Regions from separate parts of the Sus scrofa genome. Here region 2 is linked to region 1. Evidence: chromatin contacts called from public Hi-C data. All regions are on one chromosome and are shown on one strand. The core of a region is the stretch at or near the end of the contact, and the rest is flanking DNA. Distances in the headings are between cores, read along the strand shown.

Evidence for each region. Hi-C and Micro-C count contacts between places; a contact is called where the count stands out from the background.
Region 2: a Hi-C map of embryonic fibroblasts shows a contact between it and region 1, with 2.5 times the contacts expected there. The contact joins the promoter of COL9A2 here to the promoter of PPT1 in region 1. A contact is called at or near these places in 3 of 47 Hi-C or Micro-C datasets (embryonic fibroblasts and epiblast stem cells) and 1 of 2 datasets of contacts at active chromatin or transcription factors (alveolar macrophages).

The regions. Positions count from the first base shown.
Region 1 is chr6:95,859,316-95,862,424 of Sscrofa11.1, forward strand. PPT1 (palmitoyl-protein thioesterase 1) reads right to left here and starts at 1,543. Exons shown (of 9, transcript XM_003127823.4): 1 at 1,379-1,543. The coding sequence starts at 1,502.
Region 2 is chr6:96,079,852-96,082,901 of Sscrofa11.1, forward strand. It overlaps COL9A2 (collagen alpha-2(IX) chain), which reads right to left and starts at 1,696. Exons shown (of 33, transcript XM_003356334.5): 1 at 1,569-1,696; 2 at 1,014-1,195. The coding sequence starts at 1,085.

The sequences.
Region 1 (3,109 bases), core at 293-2,792:
TTTATTGCATAATGATTTTTATTTTTTCCATTATAGAGTGTTTTTAAAAGGCAAATCACATGAGGATGCAGGTTCGATCCCTGGTCTTGCTCAGTGGGTTAAGGATCTGGCATTGCTGTGAGCTGTGGTGTAGGTCACAGACGTGCCTCGGATCTGTCGTGGCTGTGGCTGTGGCACAGGCCCGAAGCTGTAGCTCCAATTAGACCCCCAGCCTGGGAACCTCCATGTGCGGTGGGTGCGGCCCTAAAAAAAAGACAGAAGACATAAATAAATAAATAAATAATAAAAGGCAAATCAGACCATGTCACTCATCTGCTCAAAACCCCCGCAATAACTTTCCATCTCATTCTAGCCAAAGTTCCTACAGTTGCCTTAGCAGGCCCAACATCAGCAGGCTACCTCCCATACCCCCTCCTACCCCTGAACTAAACCTCTCTTTTCTTCTCCTTGCTTACTTAGTTCCTGCTACAATGATCGGAATGCTGTTCCTTGAACATACCTGCATACCAGACATATTTCCTCAGAGCTTTTGCATTTTCTGTTCCTTTGGTCAGATATCCACATGGCATCTTCCCTAATGGATTTCAGGTCTTTGTTCTGATATCACTTTCTCAGTGAATCCTTTCCTGACTTTGCTCTATAAAACTGCAAGTCCCCATTTCCAGTCCCTATCCACCTCCCTGCTTTATTTTTCTCCATTGCACTCATCACCATTTGACATACATGTTTTACTTATGTATTTATAGTCTGTTTCTCCCACTGAAAAGTTCTTTTTATTTTTTTCATTACTCAATGAATTTATTGCACTTATAGTTGGACAATGATCATCACAATCCAGTTTTATAGTATTTCCATCCCACACCCCCAGCGCATCCCCCACCCCCCGCCTCTCTCCTTTGGAAAGGAAAGTAAGTTCTTAAAGAGCAAAGAATTTAGTATGTTTATTTTACTGCTGTATCCTCAGTATCCAGTAGGTGCTCAATAACGATGTGTTAAATGTAAGTGCCTAACAAATCTTTGTTCAATGTGTGGATGAACGCAAGGATAGATGCCACGGTCATGAAGCCACAGCCCAGCCCTCCTGAGCAAGCGTCATATGCGGCACCCTGACGCCACTACCGTGGGCATTAAACCACACCACCGCGTAAAACCCTGCCGCAGTGCATAGCCCTCTGTAAGTGCTCACCAAAAGACAGCTCTTTCTCCATCTCCCTTTCCAATACAGAGCAACCCCCAAATCCTAAAACGTAGCACCAGCCAGGTGCTATGAGACCACAGTCCTCGCCCTCCACCCTCGCACTTTGCAGACGCGAACCTAGGCTAGGAGAGAGAGTCGCCAAACCCATTTAGCCCTCTTCTCCCTCCCTCCCCCACTCACCCATCCCATGCCAGATCACGAGCGGCAGCGGCGCTGGAGGGTCGACATGCCCCAACGCCAAGGCTAAGCAGGATCCCGGCAGGAAAGCAAGAGCCAAGAGCCACAAGGAGCTGGCCGACGCCATCTTGATCGATCACATGATCGCCCCCCTCCTCGCCCGGATCTGGAGTAGGCGGCCCGGCCCGCACCCTCCACACCTCCTCGGGGGCAGCTAGGTGTGAACTCTGGCTTCTTACCCCAGTAGACCGCCAATCACCAGGAATCAAGTTAGTTTTATTTGTTTACTCCGCGCTTACTAGGCATCAAACACTATTTTAAGTGGTGTAAGACTGTTAACTGATTTAATCCTCATACAAGACGGAATACACGTCTCATTTTACAGATTAGGACACTGAGGCACTGAGGATTTGGGTTAGAAATCAAGGTCACAGAGATAGGAAATTGTTGGATCCAAAGCTGTTGCTCCTTGGGGAGTGTCTGTTGTGGCTCAGCATAAAGGAACCCAACTAGTATCTATGAAGTTGTGTGGAATCCCTGGCCCTCGCTCAGTGGATTAAGGATCCAGCACAGCCATGAGCTGTGGTGTAGGTCTCAGATTCAGCTTGGATCTGGTGTGATTGTGGCCAGACAGCTGCAGCTCCAATTCCACCCCTGGCCTCGGAACTTACATGTGCCACAGGTGTGGCCCTAAAAAGCAAAGCAAAAAAAAAAAAGCCCCACCGAAGACTTTGCTCCTAACCTTTGCTTTGTACTGCCTTTAGAAGAAGGGTACTTTGGGGAAAGAAAGAGAAAGGAAGGACAGCTCATCACATATGGAAGGGGAGGGAGTGCCTGTTGTGGCGCAGCAGAAGTGAATCCAACTAGTATCCATGAGGATTCAGATTCCATCCTGGGCCTCGCTCAGTGGGTCTGGTATCCAGCGTTGCCGTGAACTGTGGTGTAGGGGGCAGACACGGCTTGGATCCCGTGTTGCTGGGGCTGTGGAGCAGGCCAGCAGCTGTAGCTCGGATTGGACCCCTAGATTGGGAACTTCCATATGCTACAGGTGTGACCCTAAAAAGCAAAAAAAAAAAGAGAAAGAAATGGTAGGGGAGAGATAATTTCCAGGGCTAATCATGGCAGTGTGTTATTTGTTCTGGATGGCGAAGGAAATGATTTCAACAGGCAAAGATGAAATACAGAAGAGCTGATATGAGCTATGGTAGAGGAGAAATATATGTTTTCTAGAAATGGCAGAGCTTCCAGACTGACAAGAACATCTGTTGGGTGTAAAAGTGATGGAACAAGCCACTCCAGTTTCCTGGTCTAATCCAGAGCTGGATTATTGCAGGAACCTCTCAGCCACCATTTTCCCTTTCCATTCCATTCCAGATTCATCTTCTCAATCCACTTTCATCACATCAGTTTCTTGCTCAAAATTTTTTATTTTATGATTTTTATTTTTTCCATTATAGTTGACTTACAGTGTTCTGTCAATTTCTACTGTACAGCAAAGTGACCCAGTTGTAGGTAGATAGATAGATAGATAGATAGATAGGTAGATATTCTTTTTCTCACATTATCCTCCATCATGTTCCATCACGAGCGACTGGATATAGTTCCCTGTGCTTAAAGCAAGATTTCATTGTTTATCCACTCCAAAAGCAATACTTTGCATCTATTAACCCCAGATTCCCAGTCCATCCCTCTCCCTCTCCCTCCCCCTCCCCTTTGGCAACCACAAGTCTGTCC
Region 2 (3,050 bases), core at 446-2,945, 220 kb after region 1:
AAAAGACCAAGGAGTCCTTGATCACAGGAAGTAAGCGGTGGAGCCAGAATTCCGTCCTAGGTCGGCTCAACTCCTTCCACCGTACGGTGTTGCCCTTGCCCTTGTGGTGGCGAGATGCTGATGGAGCAAATAAATAACAGATGGGAAGGAAGGTGGAGCCTAGAGACGCTTGTTCCTCAATGAACGGTTGCTCGGATTAGTTTTAGGTGAACAACAGATATCGAAGGTGAGTAGGTACCCTTTCCTCTCCCACTAGTGCGGGTAAAGCCTGAAGGGAAAGTTGGGGAGGCGCAGAGGGACGGGAGGTTGAGGGGACCCAGAAAGGAAAGCCTGTTTTCTCCTACTCAGAGCACCCCTCTTCCGGCACGGCTTCGTTCTCTCCTGGGTGGCAAGCAGGGGTCCCGCGCTTGCCAGATGCCCGCGCCCTCCCCAGACCGAGAAGTGCCAGGCTGGCGCCCCTCAGGCGAGCTGCGGACCGTACAGGGCATCAGGCGGCGCCCGGCCCCTGCCCTTCGGCTCCCGCGTGGCGTTAGGCCCCCTCCCCAGCCGGCCCTCGGAAGTGAGACGCAGGCGCGCCAACCCGGCGAAGCGGCAGCGGCGGAGCCAGAGCGGAGTCTGGCTGGAGCCGGCGCCCCCTGGGAGGCTGCGGGGGCGGAGGCGCCCAAGCCCCGTGAATGGGCACCATTGTCTCCACCGCCACCTGGGCTCTCCCGACTGCCAGGACCCGGCGCCGGCTCCTGCCCCACGCTGCCTGTCCCCGGCAGGGCCGAGCATTTGGGGATAGGGTCCCTCTGGTTCCCCGGCTCATCCGTCTCTTTTCACGGTGCCGAGATGCGCCTGATTTGTGCCCCTACCGAGGGGACGTGCGCCGAGGAACTGTCTGAAGCTGCTTCTCGGGCTTGGGAGTGTCAGTAGAAGGTGGAGGTCTGGCAGAGCACTTCACCAGACCATAAGATCCTGAACCCCAAACCCCAGAGCCCGCACCCCGGTGCCTCAGTGGCCGCGGGACTTACGATCTGCGCTAGGGCGAGCCCGAGCACCTGCAGGAGAATCAGGAGGTTGCGGGGGGCGGCCGCAGGCGCCATGGCGGGTGGCGGGTTCGAGAAGGATGGAGGCCGGCTCCACGCACGCACCGACGGCTGAGGCTCTCGGAGCGGCGGCGGTGGCTGCTCTCGAACCGGGCGGGCCCGGCCTCCTGAATATGCGGCGGGGCGGGGCGGGGGGCCCGCGGGGTCTGTCACCTGAGAGGACCCGGGGAGGGAGGCCCGCGTCCTCCTCCCAGCTCCGCCCCACTCCTTCCAGCCACCAGCGCCCACCCTCCATCCTTGCCCCGGGCTTCCCAGAAGCAGCGGCCGGGTCGGGGCCGGCGATCGTGGCTCCGTTTCTCTGTGAGGAGGCAGAAGGCCATCCGAGGTCCCTACCCAGCCTGATCTCCAGGAGCCAGCCCCCTTCCCCCTGACCCTCAGTCCTCATCCCATCACATGGTCCTCGGCCACTTCTGCCTGCGAGTCCCCGCCTGAGTCCTCTCCCTCAGGGCCCAGTCCGAGGGTGCCTCGGGTTCTGCGGACCTAGTAGCAGGTTCTGCCCAGCTCACCATCCACCTCGTTCCTCTCCACATGCAATCAGGCCTCTTCCATATTAAAATATACCAAAGCCTTTCCTGGATCAGCCATCCTGTGAATACCCCTTGGCCTCCTCCCTCTGGCTCCACGCTAACAATAGCCGAGTTGTCTGCACCCCACCTGTAAACTTCTCATCTCCCTCTCCCCTCCCTGCTTCTGCATCAGCTGGGAGACCAGTCTCCTGGAGGTCACAGTGAGGCGAAACCCCTCTTCAGTCCTCCAGCCATGAAACTGTTTGCACCTGGGTCCGCCTTTGCCAATCCTGTCTTCCCTGTCCAGGCAGGCATCCACCATTCAGCCCTTCTGCTTCCCTTTTTTTTTTTTCCTCTTTAGGGCCAAACCCTTGGCATATAGAAGTTCCCAGGCAAGGGGTCGAACTGGAGCCACAGCTGCTGGCCTACGTCACAGCCACAGCAATGTGGGTTCTGAGCCACGTCTTCAACCTACACCACAGCTCACAGTAACGCCAGATCCCCGACCCACGGAGCGAGCCCAGGGATCAAAACCACATCCTCATGGATACTAGTCTGATTTGATCCAGCTGCGCCATAACGGGAACTCCCAGCCCTTCTTCTTCTATTGCTTTTTCTTCTCTGCAGCTGCCTTAAGCACCAGAGTCTGTAGGCTTGACCACCTCTCTCACTCTAAGTGATCGCCTCCATGTTCATGGAAATGACCACCACCTTATTTACCAGACTTTCCAAAATCTACCTGTCCAGTATAGCCTCTCTCCAGAATCCCTTACCTTCCCTTTCATTCACTTAAGCAATGTTGGTAAAGTGCTTTGGAATCTGACTCTGTCACTGACTGTATGACCACAGGACCTAAAATCATATGAAGACTCAGTTCAGGAGTTCCTGTTGTAGCGCAGTGGTTAATGAATCCGACTAGGAACCATCAGGTTGCAGGTTCGATCCCTGGCCTTGCTCAGTGGGTTAAGGATCTGGCATTGCCTTGAGCTGTGGTGTAGGTCACAGATGCGGCTTGGATCCCAAGTTGCTGTGGCGTAGGCTGATGGCTACAGCTCCGATTGGACCCCTAGCCTGGGAACCGCCTTATGCTGCAGGAGCGGCCCTAGAAAAAGGCAAAAAAAAAAAAAAAAAAAAAAAAAAAGAAGAAGACTCAGTTCATCATCTGTAAAAGGGAATAATAATATTCCCTATCTTACAGGGGTTTTGTGAAGAGCGAATAGAATGATGCATATGAAGTACTTAGCAGCAGCACATAGTAGGTGCTTGATACATTTTAGCTTCCATGGTGATTTGTGGAGGTCTCCATTTACCAGTCATGCACCCGATGAGGGGAAGACAACCAAGAACAAATCAGCTAAAATGTTCAAGGCGAATACTCTCAGGTACCCGGGAAAGTCCAACTCCCCCGCAGCATGTTGGCCAAGGGCCCTGGGCTTGAAAGTGTGTTCTTGGAGCT